3 separate regions of the Zea mays genome follow, and regions 2 and 3 are each linked to region 1. A link is a contact called in public Hi-C data. All regions are on one chromosome and are shown on one strand. The core of a region is the stretch at or near the end of the contact, and the rest is flanking DNA. Distances in the headings are between cores, read along the strand shown.

The links. Hi-C and Micro-C count contacts between places; a contact is called where the count stands out from the background.
Region 2: a contact with region 1 is called in a Hi-C map of ear, with 1.6 times the contacts expected there. The contact joins the promoter of LOC100273486 here to the promoter of LOC103641988 in region 1. A contact is called at or near these places in 2 of 25 Hi-C or Micro-C datasets (ear and leaf).
Region 3: a Hi-C map of leaf shows a contact between it and region 1, with 4 times the contacts expected there. The contact joins the promoter of R-S here to the promoter of LOC103641988 in region 1. A contact is called at or near these places in 3 of 25 Hi-C or Micro-C datasets (all in leaf).

What each region holds. Positions count from the first base shown.
Region 1 is chr10:140,930,051-140,934,658 of Zm-B73-REFERENCE-NAM-5.0, forward strand. LOC103641988 (subtilisin-like protease 1) reads right to left here and starts at 1,969. Exons shown (of 1, transcript XM_008665292.3): 1 at 1-1,969. The coding sequence starts at 1,840. It also overlaps the pseudogene LOC103642894.
Region 2 is chr10:141,077,681-141,082,198 of Zm-B73-REFERENCE-NAM-5.0, forward strand. LOC100273486 reads right to left here and starts at 2,477. Exons shown (of 17, transcript NM_001147923.1): 1 at 2,304-2,477; 2 at 2,131-2,223; 3 at 1,570-1,637; 4 at 396-477; 5 at 219-265; 6 at 1-80. The coding sequence starts at 2,319.
Region 3 is chr10:141,184,316-141,189,019 of Zm-B73-REFERENCE-NAM-5.0, forward strand. R-S (seed color component at R1) reads left to right here and starts at 3,180. Exons shown (of 9, transcript NM_001111869.2): 1 at 3,180-3,547; 2 at 3,694-3,852. The coding sequence starts at 3,701.

The sequences.
Region 1 (4,608 bases), core at 719-3,218:
GCCTGCCGTTGACGTCCTGGATCGGCTTCCGGAGGTTGTCGTTAGGCTCCGCCGTCGTCATCAGGGCCGATTTGATGACCGCGGGCGACCAGGTCGGGTGCGCGTGCTTGATCAGCGCGGCGATCCCGCTCAGGTGCGGCGCGGCCATGGACGTGCCGGACTTGATGTCGAACCTGGGCACCTCCGCGTTGCGCAGCAGGTCCACGTCCTCGATCGAGGGCACGCCGGCGATGATGTTCACCCCGGGGCCGATGATGTCGGGTTTCAGAATCCCACGGCTCCTCCTGTTCGGGCCCCGCGAGGAGAAGGGCGCCACCATCGGCGACCTTGGGGTGTTGAACGCTGCCCCTTTGAAGACGAACGTCGCCGTCGGGCCCCGCGCCTTGTGGATGTAGGCCTTGATCTTCTGCCCCGCCGCGTTAGAGACTTGCACCGTCGGGATGGCGTGCGGCCTCGGGATGATTACCGGACCGAACAACTCCGGGGTCACCACGATCATTCCGACCACGCCGATGCCCTTTAGCATCTTGGCCTTCGCGGTGCTGACATCGCCGCCGGCTTCGCAGATGATGATCTTTCCGGAGACGTTTTGTGCCTTCAGCACGTTCCCGTTGACGCACAGGCCATCGGACACGTCGCGCACCAGCGGGACCAGGTCGCCCATGGTGGTGTTAGGGTCGTTGAGCGACTCGCCGTCAATCTGGACGTTGTCCCCAAGCTTTACGGAGGCCAAGAACCTCCTGTCGGTGGTGCTGGCGCCCACGGTGAGCAGCCACGGCGCCTCGTTGACGAGGGTCGAGGGGGACGGGCCGGTGTTGCCCGCCGCGGCGCAGATGAACACGCCGTTGAGGATCGCCGTGTACCCGGCGAGCGAGACGGGGTCGTCCGAGAAGTCGATGGCATCCTCGTGGCCAAGCGACAGCGACAGGATGTCGACGCCGTCCCCGATGGCGTCGTCCACCGCTGCCAGTATGTCGTCCCGGTCGCAGCCCTTGTCCTCGTAGCACACCTGGTAGAACGCGATGTGCGCGCGCGGGGCCATGCCGGCCGCCGTGCCGAGCCCGTTGCCGAAGACGCTGGCGTTGGGCACGAACGCGCCGGCCGCGGTGCTGGACGTGTGCGTCCCGTGCTGCCCCTCGGCGATCGGGAGCACCGGGTCGCGGAGGCCCTTCCACTTCCACTTGGCCGACTCGAAGTAGGACCGCGCGCCGATGAGCTTGTTGTTGCACACCGTCTTGTTGAAGTCGCACCGGCCCTTCCACTTGGCCGGCGGCGGCTGCATCCCGGCCCCGTCGAACGACGGGTGCCCGGCGTAGATGCCGTCGTCGAGGATCCCGATGATGACGCCCTCGCCCATGTTGCTTGTGTTCCACAGGCCGCCGTGCCGTCGGCCGCCCATGAGCCCGAGCATGTGCGGCGTGCGCGTGGTCAGGAGGTGAAACGTCTGCTCGGGGAGGGCTCGATCGAACCACTCCATCTTGGACATCTTGTCCAGCTCCTCCGGCGTCATGCGGGCGGCGAAGCCGTTGACGACGGTGCGGTAGGAGTAGATGAGCCGGCTAATGGCGGTCGGGTCCGCTTCTAGGACCTCCTTGGCAGTGTCGCACACCGACGACAGGAGCGACGCGTGCCAGCTCGACACGTTCTTGTGCACATTCTTGTCGTACTCGTACCTGCTGCGCACAATGACGAGGTAGTTTTTGTGCTCGCCGTGGTCATTGTGGCTCGCGACCGGAGTGATCGCCGCCGGGGACAGGAGGAGGAGGAGGAGGAGCACGGCCGCGGCAGCGCGGAGGCCAAGACACGGTAGCGTGAACCTTGTGTGGATTGGATTGTCCATGGGGGGTGTGGCGGAACGAAATGGGAGGGAGATGACACTACGACGAGGTGCGCTACATGCCTCTTGCACTTGCAGGTTTGTTCTTGTGCTCTAAAAGTGGCTAAGCGTTCTGTGGTAAAGTGGTGGTGTGGCTTAAAATAGGGAATGGATGCAAAGATTTGTGTTTGCTTGGTCCTGTTCCTGACCACACAACTTCTTGCGGAGGAAATGGAGACGAGAGATGTACGCCTCTCCTAACTATGGCATGCATATATATGGGACCTCGGAAAAAGGATTTGTTTAATTTTGCATGACACTAAAGTTTTCAAAGCTAGCGAGCTGCCTCTACGGCTCTACCACATCAAACGCAAGATTTTCAAATTGGGTGTATATGCGACCAGATAGTTCCCATCAAGTAAATAACTAATAAAAGTTCATAAAAGCTACAGAAGCACACCATAAAGTAAAAAATAATAATGTCGTAACAGTCTAAAATCTTGAGCAAATTAAAGTTTAGGGCCGTCTTAGAGCCTAAACATCAAACTAACAAATATAAAGTTTACCGCCGTCATAGAGCATCATCAATAAGATGCCTCCAAATAGTGTCCTAAAAATTAAAATATTATATCATTTAAAGTGTTCAGAACACTAAAAATGATTGAGCTCTAACAGTTAAGAACTAAATCATGTAATTTAGGAAATTGTTAAGCTTCTCGGTTGGGTATGGCTGACTAAAAATTTATGACTGAAGAGATAGTCATGGAACTGTGGTTGGTTGGTTTCTTAAGTCTAATTAGCGGCTCTAATGCCATGTAATTCTTATGTGTTTTCTCATATGTTTTTAGTACTTTTATTTTTCACTTAAGACCTTGTCTGGTTTCAGAAACTAAAGATTAGTCATTCTATTTTAGTCCCTAAATTATCAAACGATGGAACTAAAACATGGACTAAATTGCTTATCTCTAGCCTCTCAAGGGGTGACTATAAGTGATTAAACCATATTAATTCCACCATTTATTTTAGTTACACAGAGAATGTTAAGAGACATTATTTCTTATGAGTCATTTAATACGTTCTAAATACTTTTAGTCTCTGTTACCAAATAGGGTAGGGACTAAACTTTAGACTGCAACTAAACTTTAATCCCTGCACTAAAGGAACCAAACATACCTTAAGTCTATTTGGATCATTTCATTTTGGAAGAATTGAAATCTACTTAATAAAGTAGCTTATTTGGCTTGGAATATGACATTGCATCATTTTCAAAAATCCAGATATAAGTCTATTTTAAATTTGTAGGGTGAAGGATGAAAACTAATTATATGTATCACCGGACTATGTTTCTACTCTGCGACTTATAACACGCTCTTCACCCTTTTCCCTATAACATAAATGTAGCACATAAATATCTTCATCGTATTACCAACAATAGTATACACACATATAATCCGTATAAAAATCATATTAGCTTAACTAGGTGAGTGCCCGTGCGTTGCAACGGAAACGTATAATACCACAGTAAATTATGTATAAATATGTGTTATATTGTTATTTTAATCTAACTATTTCACCAGCACATTACAACCATTAGCTCTATATATGATAGTAGAGTATCGTGCATTGCGATAGAATATAAATCATTCAATGAAATATTAATTCACAACGATTACATGAAAATAAACAATATATATATTGTCATCAACCTCGCTAAAATCTTTACCAACAACCAATATTGAACCGATTTTGATGGAGGTTTGTGTCATATTTATCACACTTTTGATTGTTAATACATGAATGGTGTTACCGCACTTGTTGCAAATGTTGGAACCCTGCATATCTTGTAGTATTCGTTCTCCCTCCAGTTCATGCCCCACGAGTTCTTGATGATCCAGTAAGGCTTGTCCTTGAGGCGGATGGGGGCAAAACCAGCTGCGCCATAGCCAACAAGGAGAACAGCATGGTCTAGGTGTCTTCCACATATGTATGGACATGGCATGCCTTCGATGTATGTCTGCATGTAGGCAACATTGATGCCAACTGCATGAAACAGAGAACGCGCATCAACGATTTCATTGTTTGATATTGAATTCTATGTATTTCAACAGATTCTTTATCTTTTACTTACTTGCCAGTGGCCCATGTTTGATAAGGTTAGCAACATTTTGACTCTCATCCACAGACACAACACCAAAGTTCTGAATTGAAGCAATAATCTTAGACTTGTCAAACTTGCATTTTTACCATCACTCCTAGTGTAACGGTAATCCTTCTCTCCTTCAAGGCCACCAGCCTTGGAGATGACTGAAGGACGTCGTCATCAGCACACCATTGCATCCCGAATCACATAAATCAGGTTCCGATGAGTCACACTGCAACATTTGCAACAAGATTAGGGGATAGTGAGTTTGGATTAATGTGAGGTAAATCATGTACCATTATCTTCAAGCCAGCAACTATGCAAATCCTACTGCCCAAAACATACAAATATATGATTGGCATCTCATGGCTTTAGCTTCATGCATGTTCATTACTCAATAATAAAGCACTGCAAAATAGTAGCATGGCCAACGACGGTAAGCTGGGACAGAAAGGCAATTGTCTCAAATGCTCCAACAGTAAATACACTTTATAGTCGATAGATTCACAAGTCATAGTATGTGATTGACGTCACTCTTGGACACAACAAAATACTTTGCCATGGCAGTAATGGATGCTAGGAATAAATTTGTTCCTAAATTAGGATTATTAGAATGGAAACCAATTCAAAGGATCCAAATGGGACCTTAGCA
Region 2 (4,518 bases), core at 1,227-3,726, 150 kb after region 1:
TCAGGTGTTTCCTCTGCATTCCATATTGTTTTTGGTTGTAACAAATGTCCATATTGATTGGGCAATATGAAGCAGGTCAGCTGTAATAGAACGGTCAACAATAAGCAAGAGATGATTATACGCATCTGGAAAAGCCATAAACCAAGTGTTCACTAAGAAAAGAGAATCCTACAGCTAAAGAAATGATAAGTTAAAGTGGGACTGTTTGAAATAAGCACCTTTGATAGTGCAACAACATTGACTTGATGAACAGAACTATTAGTTCCTACAAAATAATGCAAAGCATCAGTAATTAAAGAAATGAAATCACATAAGACATCACTGTTTTATATCTTTTCATGCAGAATGAGTTTGAACATAATTAAACCAAATTATCATGACATGAAATGTCTTACCATAACCAAAGTAGTCGTACTTATTTAACACATAGTCTGGGCGATTTGCTTCTTCTGCATTCGCAGGTGCAGAAACTTCAGCCTTCAGGATAATGAGGATGTCATTGAAGTAGCAGAAAATATTACTGCTAAAAATAGAATCAGCTTCTGCCCCCACTCCTACTATGGTAAATAACAAGGTACATGTAATTCCAGCATATTTTCTTGTTGATACTAACACATTTCAAAGCAAAAATAACGAGTTTAAGGTATGAAAGCAGCGCGAAAGGGCCTCTAGCCTAGTGGTTAAGGACTTCCGAGTAGCACCTCCAAGTCCTGGGTTCGATTCCTCCCGGGAGCGAATTTTCAGGCTTGGTTAAAAAAATCCCCTCGCTGTGCCCCATCCGCTCTCGGGTTACGATGTCCTGTGCGCCACCCTCCGGTTGGGCCGTTGCAGAGTGGACAGTTGACGCCGGCCCGTTAGTGATGGGGGGCCAGGGTTCGGGGATTTTCTCGGCCGGGACTATTGTTTCAGTCTCTTCTTAAATATAATACCGGGAGGGCGGTCTTTCCCTCCCCGGCCGAGTTTTAAGGTATGAAAGCAGCAGCACGACAAATTAATAATATAATAGAGTTAGGGTAGGAAAAGTTAAGGAAGATCATTGTTATAAAAATTGTTCTTCACTCAGTCAAGTTTAAGTCTTTCACCGAAAGAACAAAACAAACAGTCATTGTTATAAAAGTTGTATGAAAGAACAAAACAAACAGTCATTGTTACAAAAGTTGTTCTTTTGCAATCTACTAGGGATCAATATAGAAAGAAAAGCCATGCTAAATTATGGTCCACCTGTTTCAAATGAGTATTCAATTACTGATGTGATATATCCATGTTGGGTATTTTTCAATGGTATTACAACCTACTGCGCACCAGTACAGAATCAAATAATCATCAACACTGAAGATGGGTGGAATTGAAGTATAGAAGTTTCTTTTATGAACATTTATTTGTTCCAGCGCAGATTCAATGAAACATCAGCTCAGAAGATGGGTGGTAACCATGAAGATGGGTGGTAACCGTGAGGTGAAAAGGGACACTACAAGAAACGTTTAGCGCATATAACTCTTTAGCTTAACCATCTAAAGTTGTACATGTATGCATAGAACCTACAAAAGCAAGAATTTCCATAAATTTTACCTGGCCATCCACTATGATGTAAAGGCCATTGACAGGTTCACCTTCGCGAGCGACATAGTCACCAGGTTCTGCAACGTACCAGTATCAGAGCCAAATATTATTCACCTTGACGCCACACCACTTTCAATGACAGAAAAAATAAAATCCTATTTTAACCAGTAGAGCCTTATATAATGGGAGCACATTAAGCAGGCACCAAGGGTCAAACAATTAAAATTAAACATAATCCATGCATTATGGACTACTGGTTAGAGCTTTGACAGAAAGACCACCACCCTCTTTCTCCCCGAGCTATGTTCGCATTGGGTTACATCTGAAACTTGAATTTTCTTGTAATCTCATACATAGACTAACAATAAACACCCGCAAATACTTCGTGAGCTTAGCACAAAGTCAGTTTCTCACTCCGTCCGAGGGCACGTCCACTTCCAAAAGCACAAACTGATACCATATCACAGAGTAAGCACAGGGTATCCACCTCAAACACAAGAAACTGATCAAACGATAATCGATCCAGCCTGCTAGCGCACAGTAGCGCCCACGGACGCGCTAGGTACGTACCGTAGTTCTTGACCTGGACGGCCTCCGCGATTCTGCGGATAGAGGAACCCGGGAGGCACTGCAGGAGGGGCACCTGGCCCAGGAATTCGGTCACTGCACACCAATGGCAACCAGGCCCCAGATTAGCCAGATCGCACTCAAATTCGGCGAGGTCCGCGTTGGCGCTGCTTTACCTTCTTCATGATCCATCGCCTGTGCGGCTGCAGCAACGGCGAGCAGGGGTGTCGGCGGCAGGGGCAGCGAGGTGGCTACGGTTGAGGGCGGAGGACGCGAACAAAAAAAAGTCTCAGATTTAAAGACAAGGAGAAGAGAGCGATAGACCAGAGATTGGTTGGCCGTGGAATTCGTGGTCGTTGCGAAGATGGAGATGAGAGAACAACTCAAACACGGGACTACGGGAGAGACTCCAATTAGCGGGCAATTCCCTAGCGGATGAAGATCTTAGACCTCTCCAAAAATCTCTTTATTTTGTACTCTTAATTTAACTTTTTATTTATCCTTTCATAAAGATTAAACTCTATATATAATATTTCATTCTAACGGATTCTCCAACATCCAGGTTAGCTCACGTGCTACAGATTCCGTTACAGAATCGATTCCGTTGCGAATTAGATTGAACAGGCAGATTAAAATAAATTTTTAATTATAGATAAAACCTCTTTAAAAAGATAGAAAACCGAGCAACACTAGTTTTCATTTATATACATATATATTTTGTTTGGTTAGGTGTGTGGTTGTGAGTTTAGAGCCAATAGCCATGATTTTATATCTCTCATTTATGCATAATTTTAGCATTTTTAGCATTTAAATGTGCAGGACTAGGTAGATCTTCGAAACGTGTACTTTATAATATACTAGTCAGTTGCTCGTGTATTGCGATGGTTTACAACAATACCCACGTAAACTATTCACAAAAAAGATCTCAAGTTTTTTTATTAATTGTCTTCGCTCTCTGCATAATATTTTTTTATTTGACTTACTAATGTTGTTGTTTACTCCATCCAATATGTCTTCGTACAACACGGCCAATGAAAAGAGCGATTAAAATAGAGTTCACAATGACTGACTGAACGAACAGAAATTGTAGAATGACATGATTCCACCATACAGAGACCAAATAAGATGAAGTTTGTGAGCTCGAGTTTCTAAAATAAGCCACATGAACTCAAACTTATAAAAAGATAGATCAAAATATTGAGTGGTTGCTAAAGTCAGGCATCAATACAAACTAGATGTGCTCTATACAAATTATAGTACTTCGTAGCAATTACTAACGTTTAAAACCAACAAATAATCTTTTCTTTTACTGTTAGCATGACAAATCATTGCTGCTCCATCCGATTCAGCAGCCTCAAACACCATGGAGTCCATTGCACCAATGTGGTCTCAGAAACGACCTAATACATGCAAGAGCCAACACCACAAGGGACAAGCACCATGGGTAGTGTTCGTATGGATCTCCAAATCCTAACACATATTTTGCAGGATCCATGAGCCATCATCAGAAGAACACAAACCATGTGCAGACAATAAATAAAGTATTAACACACCCAAATTATGTTCAGTCCTTACCACAACAAAAAACTAACACACAAAACAACAAAGGAACAACACAATAATTTTTGCAATAACAGAAGGATGAGTGACTTGTATATAGAAGTGGTAGAAGCATACCGAGTCGACACCGTGGTAAGGGAAAGGTCATGTAGACAGGCGACGCCGAGCCATCGAACGCGTACCATAGGCAGTAAATTAGGGACCACCATCCGTTGCCTCCCCCATTTCTAAGGTTTCGTAGGGTACGAAGGGAAGGGAAGAGGCGGGCATATATATTCGTTGCCGGAGAAGGACACGGTGAAGACCTGGGCATCTGGAGTCGACATAGATAATATACCGCTAGATACATATAGGGAGAGAGCACGCAAGCAGAGAAAGAAGCCCGGCCGGAGTAGCTCTAAACCTAGAGGCACCCGCACCAGGCGTCAGTCCGAGAAGGGCGAGAGAATGCGAGTGCCTTCCTAGTCCTGGACCCACCGAGCGACACAACACCACCACCAACTCCGTAGCATATGCCGACTGCTGCGACGCTGTCACACCCGGGTTTCGGAGCACCAAGACCCGGGCGCGAACATAATCACCAGGTGCTGGGACCAAGTCTCACACATATGATGAATCATGGCACAGGATCGAATGTCACAACTTTACTATATAATATGAGTTCTATACAAAATAAATAAATAAATACATTATAAGGAGACAACGGTCCAGCAACCCAAAGTTGACTGGGAGACGACGGCCTAGGTCTCTCACGAACACATCACAGCATCCTCCATGTGCCTCATCCTGTGGTACATGTTCTTGACCTGTGGGGGGTGTGAGACAGCAAGA
Region 3 (4,704 bases), core at 1,930-4,429, 260 kb after region 1:
AATTGATAAGAACTTAAAGCCATATATGCGGAAAAATGGTAGTTCATGAAAAATTGTATGAATCAAATTGTATTTGTTATCATGTATGATCGACTATGAATTGTGGTTGCCAATTAATTTAAAATCTCTCTAGTTATCTATGTGTGCTATTATAATTCATTTAAATTGTATTTGCATATTTTTGTTAAAAATTAAATATTAATTCATTTAAATTGTATTTGCATATTTCTGTTAAAAATTAAAATATTTTCATATTTAAATTGTATTTTCATATTTCCACAATCACAGGCGGTTTTTCCTTAGGGTCCGTTTGTGAAAAGGATAGAGCACCACAGGCGGTCCTAAACAAAAACCGCTTGTGATACTATTACATCACAGGCGTACCAAACCGCCTGGGACATCACAGGCGGTTTTCTAACCGAACCGCCTGTGATGTAAAAAGCCTACCGCTTGTATAGGGCCAAATTGTACTAGTGAAAATTGTATTGTTTTATGATCCGGCCCTAACTTGACTTGATCCTTAAATTTGCTAGGCTAAATTAAATGGCCCGTTACCACCCCTAAGTGCAACTCACCACCAATCAATCACCAAACCAAATCCTCTCAAATCAAATGTTTTCCACCGAAAACACAAGAGGGGGAAGGGAAGAACAAGTGACCAAAACAACTCCAAATTTCAGCAAGTATGTAAAACTGATATGAAGATGTAAACAAACGTTGTGGACGTACCAACGATCCTTCCTTCGATTAAACTTTCTGATCACAAGATCACAGTCGATAGTACAAAATCACTGTGGATCTCTCGACTCAACAGATGTCTACCTAGAGAGAAAACTAAGAGTTCTAAATGAGTAGTCTCAAACAAAATGACAACCAAGAGATACCAAACTATCCAGCCCTCTGCTCTATTTATAGAGGGTTATTCTCACATCCAAAACTACCCTTTTTACATAGAGTATATCCACTCCACCGAGGCGAAATGGACCAACCCCTAGGTTTTCGATCTGACGGCCACGTCCTTCACACGGAGTTACTTCGCCTTGACGCACCCTCGACGATCACGCCACGAACCGCCATCGTTCTCTCCGGAACCGCCTACGCCGAGTTTTGAGGCCCAAACTCAGAAAAATCCACCATCTGTAGCGATGGGTGGTTTTGAGGCCCAAACCACCAAACTTGTCATGAGCACCGCACCTCGTGCATGTCCTCCACGACCAGATGTGTGTCCCGCCAGTCCTTGACCATGGCAACAACACGGTCCACTCCACTACGTCCTCGCGCGAGTGCATGTGCTGGGTGACAACCACTGTGGCTGGTCACCCGACTACTCTGGTCCATCAATCAAGACCCAGTACTCGTCCTTCACCGCTCCCGGTCTATCAGCACGAGCCCGCATGACCTTCACCTCAGCCGTCGACCACCGTCCCTATGATCCACACCTACACACCACAAGCCGACCGACATGGTTGCACAAGCATAATCTCACACTCTGGTCAGTCCACTTACTACCCCATAGTGCTAACTCATCATCAACCCAAACCACAAGGATCAAGTCAACCTTGTGTTCGCAATCTCCCCCTTGATGAGTGCATTGTCAATACCACCATATGAGTATATGTAAACATAAAGAGGAAGAAGAAGAGAAACTCACTCAAATGACCAAAAGCCAGATAAAATCCATATAAGTCATTTGGAGTAAGCAAAACTTTGTCCCCAAAGAAAACGGCAATGACTCAACACGACTAAGCGAGAAAAAGGTTAGCCCTCAATAAGAGGCAAAAGTAGGGCTCAACACCACTAGCGAGAAGCCAAAATCTCATCGGAGCACAAAAAGCTTTATTGGAGCATAAAAACCAATCCAGGGCATAAAATCAGCACAAAAGCTAAAATCAAAGCTAGTTTCTCTAGAAAGAGGCAAACAACTCAACAGAACTAGCAAAAATCTCCAAAAGGCTCAATTCTCCTCCCCTGTCATAATACTCCAAAAAATCTCTCACAAAGACCAACATCTCCAAATAACACATCTCTCCCCCTTGGATGAGAGGAAGCTCGAACGACAAAATTTCTCCCCCTTGATAGAGGAACTGGGAAATCTCAAAATCTCTCACTTTTGTTGACAAGTGACCTCATTAGGCACAAACAAGGGTAGAAAGAAAAACTTCCCCTCGACAAGAGAAGTCCCCGTGAGAAAATGCAGAAATGCAACAGAGAGTAGGAAATGGAGAAAATGCAGGAGCTTCAGGAGTATACCAGTCAAAGTGTAAAAATGTTCTAAGTGGTGTTGTGCTAAGTGTGCATCAATAAATGCACGTGCTAGCAGATGCTCAAACTGATCATATGCACAAGATATGTGAAGTGTAAGTATTTTGATTCAGTTTTAAACATTTTAAAGAGGTGTTCATCACAAAGATAGCACTAAGCATATAATAAGTAGGAAATCAACTAAGTGCCAGTAACAGGTAAACAAGGTGAACTACCCAAACAACGGTCACTCATGATGCTAGAAACATATATGAAATAGATACCATTTGAAATTTTCAAGATTTATCGGATGTTGCAGCGGATTCCAAATTTCATTGAAAGGCATGTGAGTGTGAGAGGTTGTAAGCATTGTCTTTGTCTAACTTTTCAACCGGATGTAGCCTATGCAGAAAAGCAACCAGAAGCTAAAAACACGGTTTTTATCTTCTACTACACTGCTCAAGTTCATCCAAAAGTATAAATGGAAGCAGTCTCGATACAGTGATGTGGTGGCAAATGCAAACACGTCTCGATCTTCCTGATTAACACTTATAACCCACGAGCTTTTTGAACCAAACAAGGGTTGTTGTGGGTTGAACCCGTCCCAACCATCATCAACTCGCTAGCCAAACACACGCTTAGGGGCCAAAGCAGTGCTATAATATGAGTGGTGGCGCTATTATATATAGCGTCAGAGAACTTAGATCTGATATTCTGATGAAGAAAAAATGACTTTACTGACTACGAAAGAAGAAGAAAGGAGCTATAGAGAGAGAGAAAAAGAGGGGTCGTGTAGTGCTTAAACTGTACATGAACAGCAGTAGTGTTACAGAAGCTAAACTCAACCAGAGCTCCACCAAAGACAAAGAGGGTCTACTTCCATCACCGTCTTGCTCGGTCACTTGGAGCTCTGTCCATAAATTAAACCCATCTTGGATCCCAAGGTTCGTGGCATATCTGTAGGCATCTACCCCGTCTTCGTCGTCCGCTCCTCACTAGCTACCAAGAGGTCGCCATTATTGCCAACATAGAGTGTACGTGGATGTCTATATATATGCCTACTTGCACCCATATGGCATAGGCGTTCGATCCCCTTAGCGCGGAGGAGAGCTCCTCCGGTTCTTCTCTACCCTTCGCATGGAAGTTCTTGCATTGCTTCGTTGCTTCTCTAGTTTCTTCCTTCTACGTCTTTCCAGCATACGCATGCCCCTCGTCCGCCGGTTCACGAGGCATCGTCTGATGATCAGTAGATAATAAGCAATATAATACTGATCTAGAATCGAGTTGTTGTACTCTTCGCAGATAGGTTCGTTCCTTCACATAGAAGCGAGTACAGACTACAGACCACACAGTATCAGCTGGCACAAAACGAAAATGGTTACTTGCAAATTGCATGCACGAGCTAGAATTATATTCTTCTAATCTTCTTCGTTGACTTTCTGGCTTCAGCAGGCGCGTGATGGCGCTTTCAGCTTCCCGAGTTCAGCAGGCGGAAGAACTGCTGCAACGACCTGCTGAGAGGCAGCTGATGAGGAGCCAGCTTGCTGCAGCCGCCAGGAGCATCAACTGGAGCTACGCCCTCTTCTGGTCCATTTCAGACACTCAACCAGGGTAAATTAAAGTCTTATTAATTATGTACAGTTGATATTTGGTTGGCAGTTTTCTGTAGTTTTGCTGAATGATGATCATCGTCGCATCATTTGCCTGAGCTTTTATAGATCCCAGGCTCCCAGCGCATACATATCAAATAAAGAGCATTTACTTAAACTTTTTTTTGCAGAAAAGGCTTGAGCCTTTTTGTTTGCAATGATGTCGCCAGGTTTTATATCCAATTTAGTTAATGATAGTACTTTGCTACTGTTCAATCTCGATTTAAGAGAGTACTGGACCGATTTTCAAATCATGCGTCCTGTGTGGCCGCGTGTGTTCTCTTCTCTCTACGGCTTGTTCGGTTATTCCCATTTCACATGAATTAAATTATATTGAAAAAAAATTAAGAAAAAAATTAATTTACTTGAAATTTAAACTCATATACTCTCACTAAATCCACATAGATTGGAAGATAACCGAATAAGCCCTACGTGGTCAATTAAACTCTCCTTTCTTTGCCGTTGTAGTTGTAGCTATATGCAGTGTTACCATTACCAAGCCCGGAAACTCCCATTTTTTATTTTTCCACTTGTAATACCACAGTTATGAGCTGAAACTATGCAAGTAGACTAGTAGAGTGTACGTATGAGCAACCGGAAACTAAACCCATTTATTATTAGGCTTTGCTATGACCTATGATACTCCTAGCTAATTATAGACCGTCAATCTAGATAGACATTTTTTTAGTTTGATAAATAGAGAAATAAGCAAAGTTTTAGGTAAATGTCTACCAATTGGATCTAACATGCATGCAACCGCACGGGGCATGCGTCTGCATGTCTGGTTCCTTTTTTTAAAAGGTATGTATGCTTG